Linked DNA regions of Mus musculus: regions 1, 2, 3, 4 and 6 are each linked to region 5. A link is a contact called in public ChIA-PET, Hi-C and promoter capture Hi-C data. All regions are on one chromosome and are shown on one strand. The core of a region is the stretch at or near the end of the contact, and the rest is flanking DNA. Distances in the headings are between cores, read along the strand shown.

What was found. Promoter capture Hi-C pulls out the DNA fragments that hold promoters and counts their contacts. Hi-C and Micro-C count contacts between places; a contact is called where the count stands out from the background. ChIA-PET counts read pairs in DNA pulled down with a chosen protein or histone mark.
Region 1: a contact with region 5 is called in a promoter capture Hi-C map of stem cell-derived epiblast-like cells, with 3 times the contacts expected there. The contact joins the promoter of Rpain here to the promoter of Rnasek in region 5. A contact is called at or near these places in 4 of 39 promoter capture datasets (liver, neutrophils, pre-B cells and 1 more), 3 of 484 Hi-C or Micro-C datasets (CD4 T cells, embryonic stem cells and pre-B cells) and 2 of 9 other capture datasets (liver and pancreatic islet).
Region 2: a contact with region 5 is called in a promoter capture Hi-C map of pre-B cells, with 3 times the contacts expected there. The contact joins the promoter of Scimp here to the promoter of Rnasek in region 5. A contact is called at or near these places in 5 of 39 promoter capture datasets (hematopoietic stem and progenitor cells, hippocampal neurons, liver and 2 more), 2 of 115 datasets of contacts at active chromatin or transcription factors (bone marrow-derived macrophages and embryonic forebrain) and 1 of 9 other capture datasets (adipose tissue).
Region 3: a contact with region 5 is called in a promoter capture Hi-C map of erythroid cells, with 5 times the contacts expected there. The contact joins the promoter of Dhx33 here to the promoter of Rnasek in region 5. A contact is called at or near these places in 3 of 39 promoter capture datasets (cranial neural crest, erythroid cells and pre-B cells), 1 of 484 Hi-C or Micro-C datasets (uterus) and 1 of 115 datasets of contacts at active chromatin or transcription factors (memory CD8 T cells).
Region 4: a contact with region 5 is called in a Hi-C map of B cells, with 10 read pairs. The contact joins the promoter of Cntrob here to the promoter of Rnasek in region 5. A contact is called at or near these places in 2 of 39 promoter capture datasets (both in liver), 1 of 484 Hi-C or Micro-C datasets (B cells) and 2 of 115 datasets of contacts at active chromatin or transcription factors (memory CD8 T cells and pancreatic cancer cells).
Region 6: a contact with region 5 is called in an RNA polymerase II ChIA-PET map of memory CD8 T cells, with 29 read pairs. The contact joins the enhancer-like site here to the promoter of Rnasek in region 5. A contact is called at or near these places in 1 of 39 promoter capture datasets (hippocampal neurons), 6 of 115 datasets of contacts at active chromatin or transcription factors (T-cell acute lymphoblastic leukemia, bone marrow-derived macrophages, embryonic forebrain and 2 more) and 1 of 9 other capture datasets (liver).

What each region holds. Positions count from the first base shown.
Region 1 is chr11:70,968,183-70,971,631 of GRCm38.p6, reverse strand. Rpain (RPA interacting protein) reads right to left here and starts at 1,433. Exons shown (of 7, transcript NM_027186.3): 1 at 1,045-1,433. The coding sequence starts at 1,125. Nup88 (nucleoporin 88) reads left to right here and starts at 1,659. Exons shown (of 17, transcript NM_172394.3): 1 at 1,659-1,983. The coding sequence starts at 1,681.
Region 2 is chr11:70,810,581-70,813,962 of GRCm38.p6, reverse strand. Scimp (SLP adaptor and CSK interacting membrane protein) reads left to right here and starts at 1,402. Exons shown (of 5, transcript NM_001045526.2): 1 at 1,402-1,487.
Region 3 is chr11:71,002,031-71,005,843 of GRCm38.p6, reverse strand. Dhx33 (DEAH (Asp-Glu-Ala-His) box polypeptide 33) reads left to right here and starts at 1,412. Exons shown (of 12, transcript NM_178367.4): 1 at 1,412-1,727. The coding sequence starts at 1,466.
Region 4 is chr11:69,321,649-69,325,536 of GRCm38.p6, reverse strand. Cntrob (centrobin, centrosomal BRCA2 interacting protein) reads left to right here and starts at 1,664. Exons shown (of 19, transcript NM_172560.3): 1 at 1,664-2,847; 2 at 3,604-3,688. The coding sequence starts at 2,575. Trappc1 (trafficking protein particle complex 1) reads right to left here and starts at 1,551. Exons shown (of 5, transcript NM_001024206.2): 1 at 1,471-1,551; 2 at 1,281-1,379; 3 at 1,072-1,142; 4 at 575-713; 5 at 1-98. The coding sequence starts at 1,379.
Region 5 is chr11:70,238,514-70,242,234 of GRCm38.p6, reverse strand. Rnasek (ribonuclease, RNase K) reads left to right here and starts at 2,383. Exons shown (of 3, transcript NM_173742.3): 1 at 2,383-2,579; 2 at 3,221-3,297. The coding sequence starts at 2,502. Gm40191 (a long non-coding RNA gene) reads right to left here and starts at 3,224. Exons shown (of 3, transcript XR_879979.3): 1 at 3,041-3,224. Alox12 (arachidonate 12-lipoxygenase) reads left to right here. Exons shown (of 14, transcript NM_007440.5): 14 at 1-778.
Region 6 is chr11:70,787,621-70,791,441 of GRCm38.p6, reverse strand. Scimp (SLP adaptor and CSK interacting membrane protein) reads left to right here. Exons shown (of 5, transcript NM_001045526.2): 5 at 1-510. The coding sequence ends at 6. Among named protein-coding and RNA genes, the nearest start is that of Scimp, 23 kb to the left of the region's middle. Within about 2 kb of position 1,956, at least 82 of the 459 cell types and tissues checked have an H3K27ac peak or open chromatin away from gene starts, as enhancers often do. A contact at or near this core is called in bone marrow-derived macrophages, memory CD8 T cells and pro-B cells, where this site is marked.

The DNA.
Region 1 (3,449 bases), core at 184-2,683, 730 kb before region 5:
CACACAGATGGGTTACATTACACACATTCCTATATTTCATATTTTATCTTATAAGAAGACAGTTGGATACACAGGAACTGTATCCACAGACTAACTTCAGACATTTATATGGCTTCTAAATTCCTGGAATTGTACAAATGGCTATAGTAATGGTCTTCTTGTAAAATAGTACTTTACAACCCTGGTATGGGTTTTTAATTTTTTTTCCTGTGTCTATGTGTGTGCCTGTATGAGTTTATGTGCACCACACCAGTGCTGATGCACACCAGGGCCAGAAGATGGCAATAGACCACTTGGAACTGGAGTTACAGCCATCGGGTCTGCTACTGAAACATAAGGACTCTTGAGCCATCTCTCCACCCCCAACTCGGGACAGTTTTTGTTCCCAAGTGGTTGTCACAGCTCTGCTTGAAGAACTGCTACTGACTGGTGCCATTTAGTAGGTGGAGAGACCAAGGCTGCTGCATCTAAGTGTTCTACATTGTACAGAACCACCTCCCATAATAGAACGTTCTCCTTCGAAACGTCAGCACTCACTGTTGAGAAACACTACTCCACACAACATGTTCAGCATGAAGATTGTTTTTCTGGGTGGTTCTTCTGGAATACACCCACCCTTTTGAGACTGCTGAACAGGGAGATAAGCTGCTTCTTAGAAGGAACTACTTGAGTTCGGAAGAAGGCGGAGCTTAAGTTCAACTCTCCTAACCGTGTCTGATGTTCTTCAGGAGAGAAATAACTTCTATCTCACGTGACGTATACATACGGAGTGCTTCCCTCTGTAACCGAACGTTAGGTGGTGGTGTTGCTACTGCTGTCATGACTCTTAAAATATGAAACAAAGTCGAATCCTAGGATAGCATAACACCTACGCCGGCCAACAGCCCGGGCGGCGGCCGGGACCCAATCCTATAGCAAGAGATCCACCTCGCTGGCCAGGCACACCGGGCACCTGCTCCACAACCAGTGCTGAAGCGAGCACACCGAGGACAGAGGTCCTTGGGAAGATTAGGGAAGTGATGACAACCCAAACTTCACACTCACCTGCCTGAAAGTTTCTTTCCAGTGGGGCGAGCCCACCTGCTTGTACAACAAGCGGTGCGGAGACCCCGAGGACTCTGCCATCTCCTCCCTTAGCGGGAAACAGCGCCCAAATCACCGCCCCTTAGCCGCGCGCAAAGGATTCTGGAAGTTGTAGTCTCGGCGCAGTCTGTCTGTACTTCAGGCCGCCGGGCTTTCTTGGAATTGTATCTAGTTTCTATCCCCTCACAGTGACAGATTTAGGGGAATCCGAGGATAGATGAAGCAGTGACAGTTGAGAAGTAAACACCACCCGGGCTGAGGGAGGTGAATCTTGAGAGAAAGTTCTGGGTTTACCCAGAGGAAGTTGTCCAGTAGACAATCAGACACACATCTCTCATCCTTAACGCTACCCCCTCACTGGCCCAGCAGCAGCCCCAAAGCGATCCTTACACTCCACTCCGCCCCGCCCCGCCCCGCCCACCTTGGCTTCAACCCGCGGCCCTGTCTATCCTCTAGCGATTCTTTCTTATTGGGCCAACTTCTCGAGATTCCTACACTTTGATAGGCTGAAGCTGTGAAGTGCTGGCCGCGGATTGGCTACGCACAGCAGCGGGCTTCGTTTCCTCCCGCCCCTCAATCCTGAGCTGTTAGTTCAAGATGGCGGCTGCCGTGGGGCCCTTGGGCGATGGGGAGCTGTGGCAGAGCTGGCTTCCTAACCACGTCGTGTTCTTGCGGCTCCGCGAGGGCGTAAGAAACCAGAGTCCAGCCGAAGCGGAGAAGCCAGCGGCTTCGACTTCACCCTCGTGCCCGTCTCTGCCGCCGCATTTGCCGACGAGAAACCTGGTCTTCGGCCTCGGAGGGGAACTGTTTCTGTGGGACGCAGAAGGCAGCGCCTTCTTGGTGGTTCGCCTTCGAGGCCCCAGCGGTGGTGGCGTGGAGCCTCCTCTCTCCCAGTATCAGGTGCGCCGGTCCATCGTGAAAGCAATCAGCCTTTTGGTTCGTTGGCGGACCTGGGCTGGCGTCTTTTGGGAACGCCCCACTTCGAGTGGAATGACCCCGCTTTGTAGCTCAATCTGGTCTGGAATCACTATGTAGCCCAGGCTAGCCAGGAACTCCTGCCCCAGTCTCTGAGTGTTGAGATTACGGGTCTAAGTCATTTATAAACACCAAAACAGAGGCTAGGCCTGTGTGTGTGTCCAGCACCTGACATAAACCTAGAGCATGCACAAGCTCCGTAATATCTGTGATTTGCTTCGGTGGGGGTGGAGGGGTTTGTTGAGACAGGGTTAACAGCCCTGGTTGTTCTGGAACGCACTCTGTAGAGCAGGCTGACCTCATTAACAGAGATCTGGAGGATCCTGATCAGAGCTAGGATTAAGCCATGTGCTGCCACTGCCCAGTTCTACAACAGGCATTTAAAGACATGGGCCTACAGATTTAAAAGCAATTAGAAATATTATTATATTCAAAAGAAATCCTTATTTAAAAGGATTTTTGGCTTAGTATAATTCTCCATACTAAGGTAAATAATATATTGATGGTCTCATCATTATTTACGAATAATAAAAAGAAATTAGAAATCTAAAATGGTCATGAGAAAAGAAATAGGAAGTACCAGGGTGAGAGTATTTTTGAGGCTATATGATGCTATGACAAATTATTGAAACTCCCTTAAACTATCACTCTTTTATATTAAGTCCACGTAGATGAAGCAGTACTGCTTGCTGCAAGGCGCTTGAAGGTAATCTAGGGCCTTACCTGTGACCTTGGGTGACCTGGAGCTCAAACAGAGCCACCTGCACCTTATCTGGTGCTGGGAATAAAGGCGTGAACCTTTACACTTGGCCTGAAGCTCTTCCTTTCTCTACAGTACAGTTATAAGATGGTAATCTGTTGATACTTCCGAGTTTATGTATTTACTGGGTATCAAGAGTCTGCTTGAGGCCAGGAACACAGAAGAAAAATCTCAAGTAGCGCCTACTGGGTTATGTCAGGGAAAGTTTAGAATGTTTAAGACCTGTGGTATTACCCAGAGCTGTGGTGTGGAACTACAGAAAACATGCCTTTGTTCCCTGGCCGCAAGATCAGGGGTAATTTCTCCCTTTTTTTTTTTTTTTTTTTAAGTTTTTGTTTTTAAATTTTCTGGGTATGTATGTTTTCCTGCAAATGAGTGCTGCATATAACATCTATGTGCCTGGTGCACACAGATGCTACAGAGCCACCGTGCGGGGGCTGGGAATTGAACCCAGGTCCTCTGGAAGAGTAGCCCTGTGGTTTTTATTTTCAGTTTGTGTGTGTGTTTGGTGAGAGAGAGAGAGAGAGAGAATATGAATATGAATGAGCCCCAAGAATATGGGTGCTGGGAACCAAACTCAGGTCTTTTGCAAGGGCAGCAAGTGCTTTTAGGTGTTGTCATCTATCAAGAA
Region 2 (3,382 bases), core at 153-2,652, 570 kb before region 5:
CAGAAGGTAATTTTAAATTTGCTATTTGAAAGGTAGGGCTTCTGTTTGTTTTGAGACAGGCTTTCACAACATAGCCGTACTGACACTGAACTAGCAGCAATCCTCCTGCTTCTGCCTCCCCAGTGCTGGGATCACAGGTATGCACCACCATGCCTAGCTTAGGACAATTTTTGAGCAATTAAGTTTCAGCTAAGTGAGTAGGGAAGAGCACCAGCTTTGCCTTTGGTGTGGACAGATCTGAGTTGAAGGTCACCATGAAAAACTGGTTCCATGGCAGAACCTCCACACGCTTCAGTATTCTAAGAAACAAAGGAAATAATCGAATTAAGTGAAGGTCTATTGAGACCAGGAAAGTGAAACCCTGGTAGAGTCCTAGCCCCCAGCAGTACTCAACAGTGGCTCCTAACAATACAATGCAGTTGGCCCAGAAGGCTTGGGAGAGAGAGCAGCCTTGTGCACTTTCCTCCCAATTCCAAGTTCCTGGATGCCATGTTGATATTTTGAAATTGACCATGGTAGGAATATTTACACCGTAAACACCAGTGAATGCTACCTGTGGGTATCTTCTGGGCAGGTGGGGGAATCTTCCCCAGTCACTTTAGTTGTCATCATTGTTCCTGAGTGCCAGCGCACCCCTCCCTTGGAGAGGCATCTCACACACATCCATGCTGCCATGAAGTGACGACTCACCACAAGCAGCTACTTCTACAAGGCAGTTTCTTTGTTTCCTCACCCCAAACTTCCATTTTTAGAGGCTATGAGCATCACTGGGAACTCTGTCTCACAGTGTGGTAGGAAATGATTCAATTCAATTAACACTGTCCACTGGCCGGGTGTCACAGCATGCACTTGTAATCTGGTACTTGGGAGGCAGAAGTAGGAATATCACAAGTTCAAGAACAGCCTAGGCTACCCTCTAGGTATCACCACCATGCTCTCTTAGACACTCTCTTAGAGTCTCCTTGACTCCTCTAAACAGAAGTTGGGCCAACAGGTCCAGGGGTTCAAGAGCCACACTTGCGGGATGATGCATCTGTCTTCCATTTCCCACCATGCATCTCTGGGTAGACCTAGGGCCCCCCTCTCTCTTCTTGAGTCCCACATGACCATGCCCAGGAAAGTTTAAGGGAGACTTCCCCTGGGGCAACCCCCTCACTCACTCACTCACTCACTCTGGAGCCTGATTCCTCTCAGGACCCCCTTCCACACCACGACCAGCCTTCATGGGCCTCTGCTGGAGCCACGAAGGGCAGTGGGAAGGTAGCTTTTAAAAACAGAAAAACAAAAAACAAAAAACAAAACTGGAGTAGTTAGCTTCACTAGAATGGGGACCAGAAAGAGGAAGTGTGGTCAGGCTAGTGCCTGCAGCCTCCAAGGGTGAGTGAGGGTATGTGGGCGATCAAGCCTCTCCCCAGTTGTGCTTGAGTAACACCCTCAGTCCACAGCTGTCTCCCCAGCTGCTTCCAGTGAACACCCCGGCAGTCTAGGTAAGTGCTTCAACTTGCTTTTCCCACCATAGTCATCTGTCCATGTTGCTGTTAGACGTGTGGCCAAATAGGCAACCCCACAGGCACAGGCTGAGGGGACTGTCGCTCGAGGCTGTAGTACACAGCCGGGTACAACTGGAGAAAGAGTGGCCTGGAAGAGTTCACTTGGCGTGGCTGCTGAGTGACGCTGGCCATCTCCTTACTCCTCCAGTGTGTGTGCCAGGCAAGGCAAGTTTACCTGGAAGGATGAAGTCACAGTTGGGAGTGAGTTGTGTGAAGTGTGAGGAATTATCGCTATCTGCATAGTGTCTGTAATATCTGGTATTTGATTGGTAGAGGACCCGCACTGTACTGTGTATTGTAAACGCTGGCTACCTCTCAGTGCTCTTGGATGAAAGAATCAGAACAGCACGCCTCTCGGTGCCTTTGGCACTCAGCCTCTGGTGTCTGGGATTTATAAGGCACTTGCCAACCTTCAGAAGCCTCGGGACTCAGAGGTGTTCAGCTGGCGTGAGACCTCGATGGAGCCTTCTGCTTTTGACCTCTGGAAATCAATGTTCTCAATTCTTTTTTTTTTTTTTTCTTATAGAAAATATTTTCCTTTCTCTGTTTGGGAATTTTTCCTGCATGTGTGTCTGCGTATCATATACATGCCTGGCGTCCTTGGAGGAGAGATGAGGCCATCAGATCCTTGAAACTGAACTTACAGATGGTTGTGAGCCACAACACCGTGCTGGGAACGGAACTTGGGACTCCTCTGAAAGAGCAGTCATTGTTCTTAACCACTGAGCCATGTCACTAGCTCTTCAGAAATCATTTTTTCAATCCCTGTATTATGCCATAGACCATGTGGGAGGATCAGCATCTCCAGAAGTGTGTCAGGATGGAGTTCCTCCCGCCTTCTCCCCTCTCCCCCTCCCCCTTCTCCCTTCTCCCTTCCTTCTCCTCCCTTCTCCCTACATCTATCTCTTCCTCCCCTTTTCCTCCCTTTCTCCCCTGTTCCTGTTTCCTTTTTTCCTAGCAAATAGATGTATTTCCTAACTGTAGGTAAACAAATCTGCTAGATAAGCAATAAGCTGTGGGGACTGAGCATGTATGGATAGAACTGAGTCCTATGATATAATAAATCAGACTCAGGATTAATGTGCGGCCGTCCCGGCTTGCTAAGCTGTCATGCTGAGACACACATGCAGCAAGCAGCAGGACAGTGTGGGCAACTGCCAGTCCAGTTATTGGCCCAAACACTGTGTTAACACATGCAGGCATCAGAGCTAGCCATAACAGAGTTAAATATCAGTGGAGACAGGCATTCATTATGCATAAGTACCCTCGCCTTGTTAGTTCTACAGGATTCGCATTCTGACCTGACATCTTTTTTTTCCCCAGCCAGGGTTTCTCTATGTAGTAGCCCTGACTGTTCTGGAATTTGATGTGTAGACCAGGCTGGCCTTGAACTCACAGAGATCCACTTACCTCTGCCTCCCAAGTGCTGAGATTAAAGGCGTGTGCCACCACTGCCCACCCTGATACTGTTTTTAGTGGAATACTAACCACCATGTCATTATAGAGTGCGCTAGCAAGCCAGAATACAGAATAAGGATATGATTACAGCATGTTCCCATAATTCAATATAAATACAATATAATATAAAATATAATAAAATATAAGCAGAATATAAACTTCCTCACAGGGTTTTCTACTGAAACATCATTTTATAGCCACACCTTTAATCACGCACTGGAGAGGCAGAGTCAAGTCAATCTCTGTGAGTTCAAGGACAGCCTCATCTACATAGTGGCTTCCAGTACATCCAAGGGTATGTAGAGAGACCCTGCCTCAACCACCCCATCCCCGCCTCCACCAAAAATGTATAATTCTGTATATAAATCAATGTC
Region 3 (3,813 bases), core at 163-2,662, 760 kb before region 5:
TTCTTTAAAAGGCTTTAAAGCATCTCAACAGGACCAAAGCCACAGGCCATACCGGATTCCACAACAGACAGATTCACATCTGGGTTTTTTTTTTTTTTTTTTTTTACAAAACAAACAAAAAAAAAACAGGTCTGCATACCAAATTTGATGGATAGCCTTCACATGAGTTGAGAATTATAGAACGCCACATTCTGTATAAGAAACACAATCCGGGGGCTGGTGAGATGGCTCAGTGGGTAAGAGCACCCGACTGCTCTTCCAAAGGTTGGAAGTTCAAATCCCAGCAACCACATGGTGGCTCACAACCATCCAACCAATAAGATCTGACTCCCTCTTCTGGAGTGTCTGAGGACAGCTACAGTGTACTTACATATAATAAATAAATAAATAAATCTTTAAAAAAAAAAAAAAAAGAAACACAATCGGGGACAGCGAGGGCACTGAGAACCCTACGGGTTCCAAACACATGGAGGCTCAACTGGCTGTAACTCCAATTCCAGGGAATCCAACACCCTCTTCTGACCTCCATGTGAGCATTGCAAGCAAGTAGTGCAGGAACATACTCCCAAACAAAACGCCCACACCCTCCAAAGATGAAAAAGCAAAGGTAACCACCCATTCACTCTGTGCCTGTCTTTCTGTGTTGAATTAGCAAAGCATCTAAGAGCTTGTAATTGAACAGGAAGGAAGAACTGGTTATGTACAAGTTTTCTGCAGGAGTAGTGAATACTCGCACTGATTAAGGTGTATACAATAGGGCTGAAAAGCTGTGTAAAGATTGAAAATCTAGTAGGAATGACTGGGAGGTGAGTTAAGGCAATTTTAGTTCCACTCATTTTCTTTTTTATTTCTGCTTGTATTTTTTGAGCCTATCACTTTGTGGGGAAATTACATGATATCAGAATCATAGAATTCACCTTTCCGTAACTGAAGATACTCACTAGTAGCATTTTCAAAATTCTTTGCAGCATCCGAAATGACTTTAGTCTCAGAAAATTTCACTTTCTACATTTATAAATCGGAGCTACCAGTGGGTACCTTAAAACGTACATTGTTTAGAAGAGTAAATGTTTGTGTTCCTCGTTAGATTTACAGAAATAAGTAATTGCCTTAAAACGTGACTATTGTTGGAGCCCGAGATGGGACAGTCATTTTTATTGGATAGAAATGAGAGTTTAGGACAACGTCATTACGCAACAAGACCCTAGGGAACCACACAGCTATCGTCCCCTGTTGTTACTCGGGCCGTTTTTTCGGTCGCACCTCCGACCTTGCTCTCACAGGATGTAAATGCACAGCGCATGCTGGGAATTGCAGTTCCTTTCCTCAAGGCAGGAGGCGGCTGTGAGGTCATCGGTGGTCGCCCAGCACGCCTGCACGTGGCGAGAAAGGGGCGGTGCGCGCTTGCTGTCCCCAGCCGAGCGGAACTGTCTGCGTCCCTGCCTCCGGCCGCGGTCCTCCCGACATGCCGGAGGAGGCGAGCCTCCCGCCCGCTAAGAGATTCCGGCCGGGCTCCTGCCCTCCCGGGAGACGAGTAGTGATGCTGTTGACGGCTGGCGGCGGCGGCGGAGCTGGAGGAGGCCGGAGGCAGACGCCGCCGCTGGCCCAGCCTTCGGCCAGTCCCTACCGCGAGGCCCTGGAGCTGCAGCGCCGGAGTCTGCCCATCTTCCGGGCGCGGGGGCAGCTATTGGCTCAGCTCCGAAACCTGGACAACGCGGTCCTCATCGGTGAGTGGCGGCTTTGGTGGATCTTCCTTGCTCTAGATCCCTGGCTCTGTGCACGAGGGCGGGGTTTCTTAGGGGCTTCTCACTTTCTTTGCGTTGGTTTCTTCCACAAACTTGAAAGGGTTTCAGTGCCCGGTGTGGACAGGGACCTCTGGAAAGAGGCGGACAGAGTTACCCTGCCGGCGCTGACCGCGCTCTGTGAGTTTGAGGATATTCGCCTTCCGTGACGAGGCGTGGGGAGCATATCGGAGGCTCTCAGAGAGCTTTGCAGGATGGGCCTCACCAAGGCTTTTGAGGAGGCAGCTGCGGAGCGGGTCCCTGGGGACCGGCATTCTAAGCGAGGACGGAGAGACTGGCGCCAGAAAGAATTCAGTTGGCGAGAACCAATTTCTTGTGTACGAGAAGAACTTGGCAGTGTTCGAAGGCAGGGACTGACTTCTAGTGGCTTTGCTACAGTATTGACGATAGAGGAGTTCCCGAAGGAATGTCATAAGCGAGAAAGAGACTGGAGTACTGGCAGTCAGTGGAATAGAGTGCTAAGGAGGGAAGTTCCATAACAATATGTAGACATGGTGGGGCGTGGGAGTGCACGTTGGATATGTAGTATTGATTGCAACTCCCACTAAGAATTTTTTCAAAATAACTTTAAGAACAGATCTGGCGTTGGACTGAGGAGTAATTAGGAGGTGAAAGAATGAAGGCAGTGGAAACAGGTTTCTGCTTTGGCCAACCAAGGGAAGCTGAGGCACTTGTAAATAGTCACAGATTTTGGCGAACTGAGCAGAGAGGACACTGAAGATAGATAGAACTAATGGATCAAAGTTTAGGAAATTTCAGAGATGGGGGCGCAGTGCCGGGCATCAGGAGTTATGGAGAGCCCACCTGGCACAGGAGAAAGGCTGTCTCTTTTGAAGTCACATTTGAGAAGATCCAAGAGTTCTGAGGAAAACAAAAGTTCCAGAGCCTCAAGTAGGCTTTTGGGGAGATGGAGACGGAAGACAGGCTGCAAAAACAGGAACAAGATGGACTGTAAAGCTGATGCCCAGGTGAATTTTGTCCCTCTGTTTGTATGGCTGGCATATTCTATTTTAGCAATAGTCAGTTGCCCTGGAATAGGAGTGGGAAAGATGCACAAGAGGCATTGATCTATGTCTGAGGTTGTGTGGAGGGTTCAGTAGGAAAATGCAGGATAATCAGATTCTTGGTCTGAGAGCCTTGGCTAAGTCTGGAAAGGTGAGTGGTCAGAAGCAGGCCGGGAGCTGGAAGAAAATGTAAGACTCATGGACCTGTTAAAGAGGATAAGCCATGGCAAAGAAGGGTGTGCAAGTTTCCTGAGTTGTTCTAATCAGGTGCTTTTAGAGGTACCAACAGACATACACAGGAAACAGCCTTCATTGAGTGCTTGCTCTGTGCAGTGTTTAAGCCTATGAAGAGAGCGTCTGCCCTCTGGAATTAGGGCAGAAACATTTAAGTACTTCTGTACTGTTTGAACCAGGCGTGGTGGTGTACGCCTTTAATCCCAGCACTTGGGAGGCAGAGGCAGGGGGATTTCTGAGTTCGAGGCCAGCCTGGTCTACAGAGTGAGTTCCAGGACAGCAAGGACTATACAGAGAAACCCTGTCTTGAAAAACAAACAAAGAAAAAATACTTCTGTACTGTTTGGAATAATCAGTGCTAGGAGAGAGATGAAGCAGGCACTAAGGATCCTAGAGATGAGGCCCCCTGGTACAGCCCAGAGGGTGAGAGCTTGCAGGCTGACTCATCCTTGAACTTGCCAGTTAGTGAGGCAGGTAGGTATTGTACCCACAGTAGGGTATACAGAGGCAGAAGGTTTGACGAGAGCAGCAAGCAGCAGCCAGAGCAAAGGGCGAGCAGTCTATGAATGGACATCTCGTCGTATCAGTTTTTATCAAGCTATATGACTGTCGTATCTCATCTGTTGTAACTACACCAGTTACCTACCATTATACATGTTTCCAGTTTTGATTGGGGTTTTTGTTTTGTTTTTCATTTTGTTTTTGCTATCATGGGGCAAATTAAATTAAAACATGTTTGTTTTCTTAGACTCAATTTCGGCAAGTGGAATTTG
Region 4 (3,888 bases), core at 415-2,914, 920 kb after region 5:
GATCGGACATAGGAGTCTAGCCGGGATCGAAAGAGCTCACTTTGCACAGTTTGTCCCAGCGGGCACAGAGGATTCTTCACAACAAACTCCACATACAGCTGCGAAAAGGAGGGTGTGTGAGCCTGATGTGAGACACTTTTCATTTTCAATCTCAAACATGGTGTAATCTCGAGAATATAAGAATACACGGGTGGGGTTGGGGTGGAGAGAGCTCAGGAATTAAGAAAGCATACTACTGCTTTTGCAGAGGTTAGTCAGAGCCTAGCACCCATGTTGGTCAGCTCACAACTGCCTGTAATTCTCCAGAGGATCTGTCCTCCACAGACACTTGTGCTCATGTGCACACATACCCTCTACACAATACATATAATTAAAATAAGAAATACATCATTTATAAAAAAAAAACCCAAAAACCTGCACAAGCTCTCCCTTAGAGAAGCTATTACTGTTTAAGGAGCTAAAGGCTCTGGAGAAAACTGAGTTCAACAGGGATGTGATACAGAAGGATAAGGGCAGAAAACCCGAGGGACTCCTAGGGCTCTAGGAGGAAAAGGGTTCCTCTACTGACACTGACCGCACTGTAGATATGGTGTAGAACATCTCGGATAGGGCCCACGCCCAAGTCAGTATTCATGACAACCTTGATTCCAGTGGGAGTCTCGTAGTAATGGAGTTTGTAACGGCTAGTTTGGAAAGACAGAAAGCCATCCTTCCTGCAGAAATGAGTATTCAGACAGGAGTGAAATCACTCCCAAAGAAATATTTGTGATGCCCTCAAGGTCAACTCCTTCCTATTCATATAGATAGTTTGTAGCAGGTTCATTGAGTAAAAACACCTCCGGTCATCCCCACCCCCGATGTAATTGCAACTGCCTTCACTCTCTCCCCACTTTCAGACCATTCCTGTATCCGCTCCTGCCAGCTTCAAGATTCTCGATCCAGATTCAGCCTCTCTAAAACACACCCTCCCCTCTTTGGGGCCACACGCCACTTCCATTCCAAAACAATATCTCCTGTTCCCAAGGCTGGCTAGCTAGCCCTCCCTTCAACACCCCTCTAAAACCACCGTACATGTCTAGCGGGGACATCTTGCTGACAAACGAACGAATGGAGAAGAGCATTCCATACATCAGCTTGTACTCCTGGAGGGAGAGGTGGTAGAATTAGATCTCGGTTATGGAGGGGGGACAGGATGGGAATAGGAAGGACTTGGGATTTGGAGGAAGAGGACTGGACTGGGACTATGTGCATTTGGGGATTCGCTGGGACCCTCCGATCACCTCTTCCTTAGGGATCCCTGCTTGCTTCTTGCGGTGCCACTCGCTGTAGTGTAGACACACTCCATTCCGGTCAAAAAGGTACAGATTGTGGACAGTCATCTGCAAGATAAAGAGCCTCGCTCAGTGGCTGGTACCCAACTCTCTAGAACCTGATTCTTCAGCCAGGTGGGAACCCCACCCCCGGACTCACCGGAATTGCTCTGAAAGAGGGTGACAAGCTACTTCCGGTTTATAAAGCCCAGCTGGGTCGTAAGCGGCAACCTCAAGAACCCTTAACTCCGCCCCGATAGTCTTACTAGACTCCGCCTCCCTCCTGAAGCCAATCCGTGGTCGCCGATGCCGCGCGCATGCGTGCCCACGTTCCCGGGCCTCTGAAGCCCAGTGATGTGCGGGGAGCTTGGTCTCGCGGGCGGGTGACGTAATTCGGTTGGAGGCGGGATTGCAAGCGGTGGGCGGGAGGCTGCCAACGGTTTTGCAAGCTAGTGTCGCGCTAGGGAGGTTGGCCTTTGGTCTTTCTCTGTGGAGGTTATGGGGCTTGGGGGACAGTCCTCCTCATCTTGGGAAACCAGGGCCGACATGCTCAGAGTAGTCGGAGCCAGGTGGTTGCGGTAGAGAATACCAGGCGGCTGGTTGCCGGGTGTATGTCTGTGCGCGCGCGCGCCCCTTTTATTGAGATTTCTTAGGGTGGGATAGGGAGGAATTCTATGGACCTCTGCTGTGGCTTTTTTTTTATCAGGAAGGATTAGAGGGGAAATCCGAGGAAGTCGACTCTGGGTGGGACAGGTGAAGAAAGGGCGAAACGGGGGTGTTGTGGCATTGAAGTCTTGCCTCTTTCTTCACTAAAACCAATTGGGGGACATACATTGGGCCAGCTTTGGTTTGAGGTCTGTTTCAGTTTGCACATTTTGAGTGTGGGGAAAAAAAAAAGCTAACCATGGTTAACCCGTGCCGAAACTGATTTGCAATTTCCAGGACCCTAGTTAGGAGGAAGGAACTGCAGCGGTTCTGTCTCCCTGCATGCAGGTCTTCTGACCATTCCCCTGACTTTCTGCCTTGCACATCCGCTTTTAACCGTTCCCAGGAGTTGGGAGAAAGAATGTGTTTGCCCTCTCCATGGTCTCTGGAGTCAGTGGACACTCCTCTAACCAGAAAGCTCATTTGTTGAGGACCCAAAGTGTCTTCCTCCCTTCCAAATCTTTCTTCTTTGTGAACTTATCCACAAGTTTGGACCCCTCTCAGAACTGAGGCAGGAGTTCCCAGTCCCCTGCTGAGTCCAGTTGTCTCTTCACTGTACATGGCGACAGCAGCCCCCAGTCCCAGTTCTCCTCTCCGACCTGAGGACCTCCTGAGCGATTCGTCAGAGCCTCCTGGGTTGAACCAGGTGTCCTCCGAGGTGACCTCCCAACTGTATACTTCTTTGCATCTCAGCCGCCAAGCTGAGGCCACGGCCCGGGCCCAGCTGTATCTAGCTCCCACCTCCTCACCTCCTAACGAGGGCTTAGACAGCTTGGCTCAAGAACTGAGTCGCAGCTTGTCCGTTGGATTGGAAAACAACTTGAAGAAAAAGGTGAGAGAGGTGCGTCTTGGAGATCTCTCGGGTGTTAGAAAGCATTAGGTTCCTGGGCTTTCAGGTTAGCTTTGCTGTGGCTTGCGTCTATTAATTAGATTTAAACGATCTCCTCCAAGCACACAGGGCTTTCATGCTTTTTTCTCACAGAAGATACTTTTGAGGGAATGGCATAAACCTATAATTTGGGAAGTTATGACGGTTCCTAGGGTTTTGCTTTGTTTTTGCATGTTTTTGTTTGGACAGACACCTGCCCCTGTAGAGTAGCTTGGTGTCCTAGAAGTGGGGAGTAGGTTTCTTGAACCCAAGTGAGAACTGGAGACTTAAGGACAGCTGCAGCACACGTGAAGATCCTGTCAGCTCGAAATTCTTGTGATTTTGTGGTATGCAAGTCACTGCACATGCATGTGTAGGAAGATAGTTGTACCAAAGGAAAGGATACCTGCTGTGCGGACTGGCGAGAGTCCAGAGTGTGGGATCCGGTAGGCACAGCTGCACCAGGCTTAGACAGGCCATCTGCTCCTCAGTTGACAGCAGTCCCCCTCCAGCCTTGTTTTAAACCTGCTACTTCATTCACTTACTCCCCTTCTGGCCTCTGTAAACATTTGGGGTTTGGGGTTCAAGGTGAAGCCGGGTTTGAGTGCCTTCCTTAGTGTTCTAAGGCCCATTTGAAAATTCTATCCTGGTAGTGCGTAGAATGCTGGTGACACTGGTTAAAATGTCACTTCTGTGGGCTTTCTTTTTTCTCCCCCCTAGGATGGGTCTAAGCACATCTTTGAGATGGAAAGTGTTCGGGGTCAGCTCCAGACCATGCTCCATACCTCCCGTGATACTGCCTATCGTAAGTCAGCTCAGCTATGTAGCGCTCTAGAGGAAAGCTGAGGTGTAGGGGCAGGAGAAGGTAAGCAGGAGCTCTTGGAAGAGGGCTGGAGCGATGGCTCAGCGCTTAAGAGCACTGACTGCTCTTCCAGAGGTCCTGAGTTCAATTCCCAGCAAGCACATGGTGGCTCACAGCTATCTGCAATGAGATCCAGTGCCCTT
Region 5 (3,721 bases), core at 1,134-3,633:
GTCTTGCTGTTATGAGGAACAATTTAGTCTTTGGAGGGCCACCCACTTTCTACCACAATTACTTAGCTTTCTCACTATACCACTAGTGTGTGACTATGTTCCAATAAAACTTTAGGTATGGACACTGAGATATGAACTTCACATGTCACAGGGTCTTTTTTTGGCTTGTTTAGGCATTTAAAAATAAAAACAAAGCCAGGTGTGGTGGTGCACTCCTTTAATCTCAGCACCTTTAATCTCTGGAGGCAGATGCAGCAGATCTCTGAGTTCAAGGCCAGCCTGGCCTACAGAGTGAGCTCCACGACAGTCAGGGATGAAGCCCTGTCTCAACAAAACAAAAGTGCAAAACCAGGCGTGGGGACACACGCCTTTAGTTCCAGCACTCTGGAGGCAGAGACAGGCAGATTTCTCAGTTCAAGGCCAGCCTGGTCTACAAAATGAGTTCCAGGACAGCCAGGGCTACACAGAGAAACCCTGACTCGAAAAACAAAACAAAAACAAACAAAAAGTGCTTTGCATGATTTCAGGTTAGATTTGGTCTAACCTCATACAGACCTCAGGCTCCAAACCTCATTTTCAAAATATCCAAGAGCCATGGTGGAGGAGAGGAAAATTGTATTTCTGGATAAAATCAACTACTTCAGCTAGTTCTCCTTTGCCAGGAACCAGACTTCATGCTTGACGGCCAACGTGTAAATTTCAGACTCTCTTCCCCTCCACGTTTCCATTTTGAACACATACCCTGAATAGTTCTAAATAAAGGTGTTACTGGCCCCAAATAAAGACCAGTTCACCAAGTTGTTTCCTTCCATAACAGTCACCAACAAGAGAGGCAGGAAGCCCTTGTTCCCAGCCCGTGTTTCCAGCTCACGTACACCCAGTGACAACCATGTGCCTCACAAGTTCTCTTCCCCAACCATGTTAAGAACAATATCTACAAAATACACAGAAAAAAAAATGGCACAAGATTCAAGTCCATGAGCGTGTTCCTGTTTGGTGCTGGGGGCTTGAGATTAAAATGCATTCTCTCAATTGTTCTGTGGCTGCCGTCATTAGGATGGGCACACCAATCTCAGTGCAAAATTCTTTTTCATCACTGGCCCTAAGCTGGAACCCCAGCCCTGGAGGGGAGGGAGAGCTCTCTAAACATCTCCAATTACCGCCAATACTTACTACAAATGTTTCTTACTAGTGGAGTTACCAAATTTCTCCGGTGGAGAGGAAGGCCTAGTCTTATTTTTACATTTATGGGGCTTTGAATGAGAATGGTCCCATAGGATCATGTAGGTGAATGCTTGCTCAACAGCAGTGGAACCCTTTGAAAGGATTGCAAGGGCTAGGAAGTGTGGCCTTGTTGGAGGAAGTGTGTCACTTTTTTGAGGTTTCAAACACCTATGACAGTCAGTCCTGCTCCCACCCCCCACCCCCAAATCAGGATCTAGTTCTCAGCTACTGCCCCAGACCATACTGTGTATGCTGCCACGCTCCCCCCACCATGAATAATGGAGTAAATTTCTGAAACTTTAAGCACGCCCCCAGCTAAATCCTTTGTTTTGTTAAGAGTTGCCGTGATCATGGCGTTTCCTGACAACACTGGAACAGTGGCCAAGTCACAGCTTGTGTCTTGTCTTACTCAAAGAAGCAGCAGGAATATTTCTGTTTATTTTCTCCTTTCTCCAGTACACTTAGCAAGGCCGCTTTCCTTCGTGCGTCCAATGAGTCTGCCTTTCCTAGTCCCTTATTTTTCCTGAATGTAGCATTTACAACGATACTGCATTTCAAGTGAAGCATTTGCAGGATCAAGAAGTCAACTATTTAAAAGCGTCCCTCAAAGCAGGATGCTTAGCCTCAGGAGGGGACTCTTCTATTTTCTTTTCAAAGTGTCAAAGCATCTTTCAAAAGGGAGACCTGGATAGAAGCGATAGGCCGGCACATCGAATCTCCAGGACTCGCTTACCGGTTTTCCCATCACAGAAGACCACCCAAGACTAAGAAGGTATGTAAGGATCCAGACGGCCCCAAGCTTCTTGTCCTGACATAACAATCCTAACACAATTCAACTCAATTGTGGACTCCTTCCTGACACCAGGTTACAGCTGGTTCCTGGTCATGTGATCCAACAAAGTAGGTCACGTGAGAAGCCTGCTCCTTCCATTCCAAGCCGGGGTAGGCGACAAGTGATAACACTCAGGCCCTAGCGTCTGCACCACTCAACACTTCTGCCACTCGGTTCAAGCAAGACTTGTAGAGTTTCTGCTTCTGTTTCCGACACCGTGTCTCCTCTCCCCAAGCTTGGCCCACCACGCGTCACAGCGTTATCTTCTGAAAGTCACCCCTCAGAGTGGTCGGCGCCCGAGGCCACGCCCCCCCCCCCCCCCCCCCGTCGCTCTGCGCCGCGCAAGTCCCCAAATCCAGCTCCTGTCCTAGCATTTCCAGGGTTCCCTCTCCCGGCTTCTGTGCTCCGCTCAGTCTCCAGCGATCCCTCCCTACCTCCGCCCTCCATGGCGTCGCTCCTGTGCTGTGGGCCTAAGCTGGCCGCCTGTGGCATCGTCCTCAGCGCCTGGGGAGTGATCATGTTGGTGAGGGGACTAACCCGCGAACGGGTCTGAGGGGTTCTGGGGTTGAAGGGCTGGGACACGAGGAACCGCAAGCCTTAGGAAGCAGCAGACTGATTAAGGGGCTGACTAAATAGCCGCTGGAAAACGAGACGGAACTCAGATCCAGACAACTGGGGAACTGGAGCGAAAGGGTGCTGGGGCAGGACCCTGGGAATGGGAGCCAGCTCGGGCAAATTTGCGGACTCCCCAAGGTAAACAAGAGCGAGGTCCCTGAGACTTGCGTGAGTTGAATGGAGGCGAGGGTGAAGTGTGCTTGCCCCCGAAAACGGTAGCTGAGGCCTTGCTTCCCCAGGGCCCTCAAGGCCGCCACTTCCAGAAATATGAAGTGTTTCATCTCCATCTGCTCCCATGATAATGACGCGCCTCGGAGAGCTGTTTGCCATATACCTCCCTATACCCAGTCACTCTTCCCAAGGTCCTACCTCACGCCCTGTTCCACATGGCTGAGTCCGAATCCAGATACAACCACCAGATACAACTAGCCCTTTCTAGTTCATCTCTGGCGCAAGTGTTGGGCCAACATTAGACAGGGGAGGAGCCTAGGGAGCGACCAAAGAAGTAAGGTAAGAATTTGACAACCTATCTATTCCTTACTCTTCCAGATAATGCTCGGGATATTTTTCAATGTCCATTCTGCTGTGTTAATTGAGGACGTTCCCTTCACAGAGAAAGATTTTGAGTAAGTGGTCGGGTACTTGGGCGAGTTGGGCGTGGATGAGGAGTAGCATGGTTTGGGTTTATGGGGAGGACACTTCTGAAGACTGGACATTTGTGGCCCTAGGTTGGGGACTTCAAGAAGAGGGCTGCTCTCTACAAAGTAGTTGGGTGGCAGCACGCAGGGTCCTAGTTTCAATCCCCAGCGCGAGAGACAGAGACACAGAAAGGCATGTACTTAGGAGCAGTCTTGCAAGCCACGTTTCCATGGCTACCCAAGCCCACCAGCTTAGATGTGGCCTCTTCCAATATTTTGCCTTCCTGCTCCTTGGTCTACCTCTGTAAAATGGTTACCATGATAGAATTCATTTGGTATGCTTCTTGGGAAGACTAATAGGAGTTAAAGTGCTTTAGCATGGTGTCTGATGCATAGAACTTGCATATTGGAT
Region 6 (3,821 bases), core at 707-3,206, 550 kb before region 5:
TTTTAGAATACTCTAGAATAGCCGGATTATAACACAAGCACTTCCTAATCCCCAGAGGAAGCCACCTCAGCCATGTGAAAGCTACAGCAGAAGACAGGACAGCTTGATGTTCCCGAGGCTCCAGATGTTTCTGTTGCTCCAGATGTTTCTGCTGCTCCAGATGTTTCTGTTGCTCCAAATATTTCTGCTGCTCCAGATGTTTCTGTTGCTCCAGATGTTTCTGTTGCTCCAGATGCTCCTGTTGCTCCAGATGCTCCTGATGTTTCTGACACTGCAGAAGCTCTACCCCAAGATTCTGAGGATGTGGCCTTGGCACCTTTGTGGAGGAAGTTTCCTTAGTGCAGACCACTGGGCCTGTGAGAACTGACTCATTTCTCAACATTTTCTTTCGTTCCCTGGGTGAATGTAGCTGTAAGGCAGTGACTCTCAACCTTCCTAATGCAGGGATCCTTCAATACAATTCCTTATTTGTGGTGATCCTCAACCATAAAATTATTTTGTTGCTACTTCATACTTGTAATTTTGCTACTGTTACGAATTGTAATGTAAATATCTGATATTCAGGGTATCTGATATTTGACCCCTAAGGGGGTTGAGACCCCTAAGCTGAGAGACTGCTAGGGATCATAGTCTTGGTGTTTGATTGTGTGGAGCCTCCCAGCTCTCAATCCCTATGTAGGCCACACCTTAAGGATGCCTGTCTCCCTTCTCTCAGGCCCCACCCACCCCTGAACCTCCTAGAAGCCATGACTTGTCTTTATAGCTGAGGGCTCTTGTGATGCGCAGACACTTTGAGTCTGTAAGGTGAGAAAGTGACGCTGCCCCACCCACTCACACCTCAACCCCCAGGATATTTATAGAATGTGGACCAAACCCATCAAAGAGTCAAGTTCTGACACAAGTTTATTTCCTGTGTTTTCAGACACCATTTCTAATGATCAACAGAGGACTCAAGTGGCCTTCTGACTTCTGCCCCCAGCTAGCTTTTCTTTGGCAGTGGGTATGTTGGCTGTGCCAGGAAGAGTAGATTGCCCCAGGAAGTGTCCAGCCAGCACCCTCCAGCAGGGTACTCAAGACGAGAGTTCAGAGCTTAATGCCCCTTCTGTAGCTTTCACTATCACATCTTTAGTGGTCATTCCTTACTTTTCCATCCTATCTTTCCTGGGGTGCTGTTGTTTCCTCTTTCCCTCTCAGCATTGCTGAGTGATGTTGCCAATACCACAGGGCTCAGCATCCCCTTTACCCTAGCAACTTCCCAACCACAGGCTCCAGTTCAACCCCTCTTTTCCAGTTCCAGGTTGCAGAGCCCGCAGGACACCTCCATCTGATTATCCCACGGGATCCTCAAATTCAACATATTCCATGGATAACTGATGACACATCCCCACCCCTGACTTCTCGTGCTAGATTACTTCCTCCCTTGCTAAGGGCAGAAGTTAGGTCCTTTCTTGCATCCTTTATTGCCAGTGTCCCCACCTCCTGTTGACTGTGCCTCAGTCAGATCAGCTCTGTCTCCATCACTCTGAGGTCAGTCAGCCCATGGCCAGCACTTCCCAAAGAGAACTTTAAGAACCTCTAACCAGTGTCCTGCCTCTGGTATTTCAGACTCCAAAACACTGATTGGCAGCTGGTGATTTTTGAAAGTGAGCAACCGAATACTTCTTCCCATTGCTAAAAGCTCATCTTTACCTATTAGCCTCAGACAGAGGCCAAACTCTTAAATATGGCTTACAAGATTTGTCAGGATTTTATTACTGGCTAACTTTTCACACACTACCTCCTCCTGGCAACCTCCATGTTCCCCAGTGTTTTTCCTCTACTTGTAAGTACCTTTGCTGTGGTCTCTCTTGTCCCTGCTATACGCAATATTCCTCCCCTCCTTTGCATCTTAGGCACTGTGCTTTCCTCACCGGCCCGATGTGGTGGTGGCCTTTGTAGGTGCTTCCCCTTCATAACTCTTATATCCGGAACGATCTGCTCATGTGACTTTCATTTCCAGTTGAACAAAGGCAACACCAGTGCAGAGACAGGCCTTCTCTTCTTCCTTGTTTTCCCTGTTCCTAGCATGCTGAGGATGGTCAGTAAGTATGCTCAATGATCGAATGAATGAATGGATGAATGAATGAATGAATTCCAGGCCCTAAACTTTCTGTTCTCCCTATACTGGGAGGCCCATGTGTTGATATGTGTTGTCCAGCTAGTGGTTCTATTTTGGGAGGGCCTAGAAACATTAAAAGGTGAGGTCTAACAGGAGGAAGTCGGTAGCCAGGGTGTGTCAAGGGCTGTGTCCTGCCCTGGGGGTTCTCTTGTCTGTTTCTCTCTTTCCTTCTGCTTCCTAGCTACCCTGTGCTGAAGAAACTTCTCCTATGCACTCAGACGGCCTCCGTGTTCTGCCTCACAACGGGCCCAGAAACACAAGCCAGGTAGCCATGAACTGAACTCACTGGAACCACAAGCTGAGATAGACCCTTTCTCAAGCTGTTCTCTCAAATGAGTCCGGGTTGCAGCCATGTGAATATGAGGCTCCTTAAGGGAGAGCTTCTATTTTCCCAGTGTCCATAATAAGCCCCCGCACACAGAAGGCACTTAATAAATATATTTTTGAATGCCAAACACACAGGGAAATATAACAACCAGTTTATTTGCCAGCAAAAAAGTAGAATAAAAGTTTTTGGACATTTATAAATTTGTTGTGAGTTGAGCTAGGCTCATGTACTAAGACTGTGCTTTCTACTGCCAATCTGTGTGACAACATTAACCATATCAAGACGTCATAGGACCTTAGTGTATATTCTAGTCACACAGCAGAGCCCAAGCCAAGTGACCAGCTACATAGTCACTGATTTAAAAGAGTCCAGAAATAAGAAGGTAGGGCCCATCCTGAGCTCACTCCCTGGATAACTATGGTAACCACAATAGTGCTGACATATCATTTTGAAACAGATCATGGATGGCTGCCTCAACAGTTTTGAAAACTCATGCCTCAAATCACAGAACCATAGTTTTCTCCTTTTTAAAAATTATATCTATTTTGTATGTATGGATGTTTTGCCTGCATGCATACCATATGTGTGCAGTGTCTTCAGAAGACAGCGTTAGGTCCCCTGGGACTGGAGCTACAGACAGCTGTGGACCTCCATGTGGCTGGTGGGGATTGAACTCGGAACCTCTGGAAGTCAGTGCTCATAACTGCTGAGTCATCTCTCCAGTACCTCCATGGTGCGCCCTTGGTAATAGTTGCAGTCTGGTCTTCTTTATGAAACAAACAAAATTAAGGGACTGGGGAGATGGCTCCATGGTTAAGAGTTCTTCCTATTCTTCTATAGCTCTTTGGCTTTGTAGGATATACTGGTCTTTCAGGCAGCTACTGGTGTCTGTACAATTCTGGAGTCTTGGGAAGGCCTCTCTCTCTACATGGCTGTGTTGGGCTGTACCTTAGACAGGACACTCTGATATCCATTCCCTGATGCAGCTCCTCTGCCTGGCCTTGAGGATATCTCTGGGGCATCATTGGAAACTGAGGTGGAAGGACTCTTGCCCACAGACACTACACTTCCCATTCATGGGGAATGACACTTTGCAGGCATCCGTGGTGTACCATTTGGTGGCCAGAGCTGTGCCTTGGACCACAGCTTAAACCTCTGCTTGGGTGGCTACAGAGCCCTGAATCATAATACAGGAAACAGAGCTCAGAAACCATTTAACCCCCCAGGGCTTAACCACTCTGGTCTGGGAAGGGTCCCAAGATCTTCAAGATTTCTTCTGTGTTGTATCCCCGTGTCCTAAGCAAGTAGCCGAGTGAACCTCCTATCAGCAGTCCC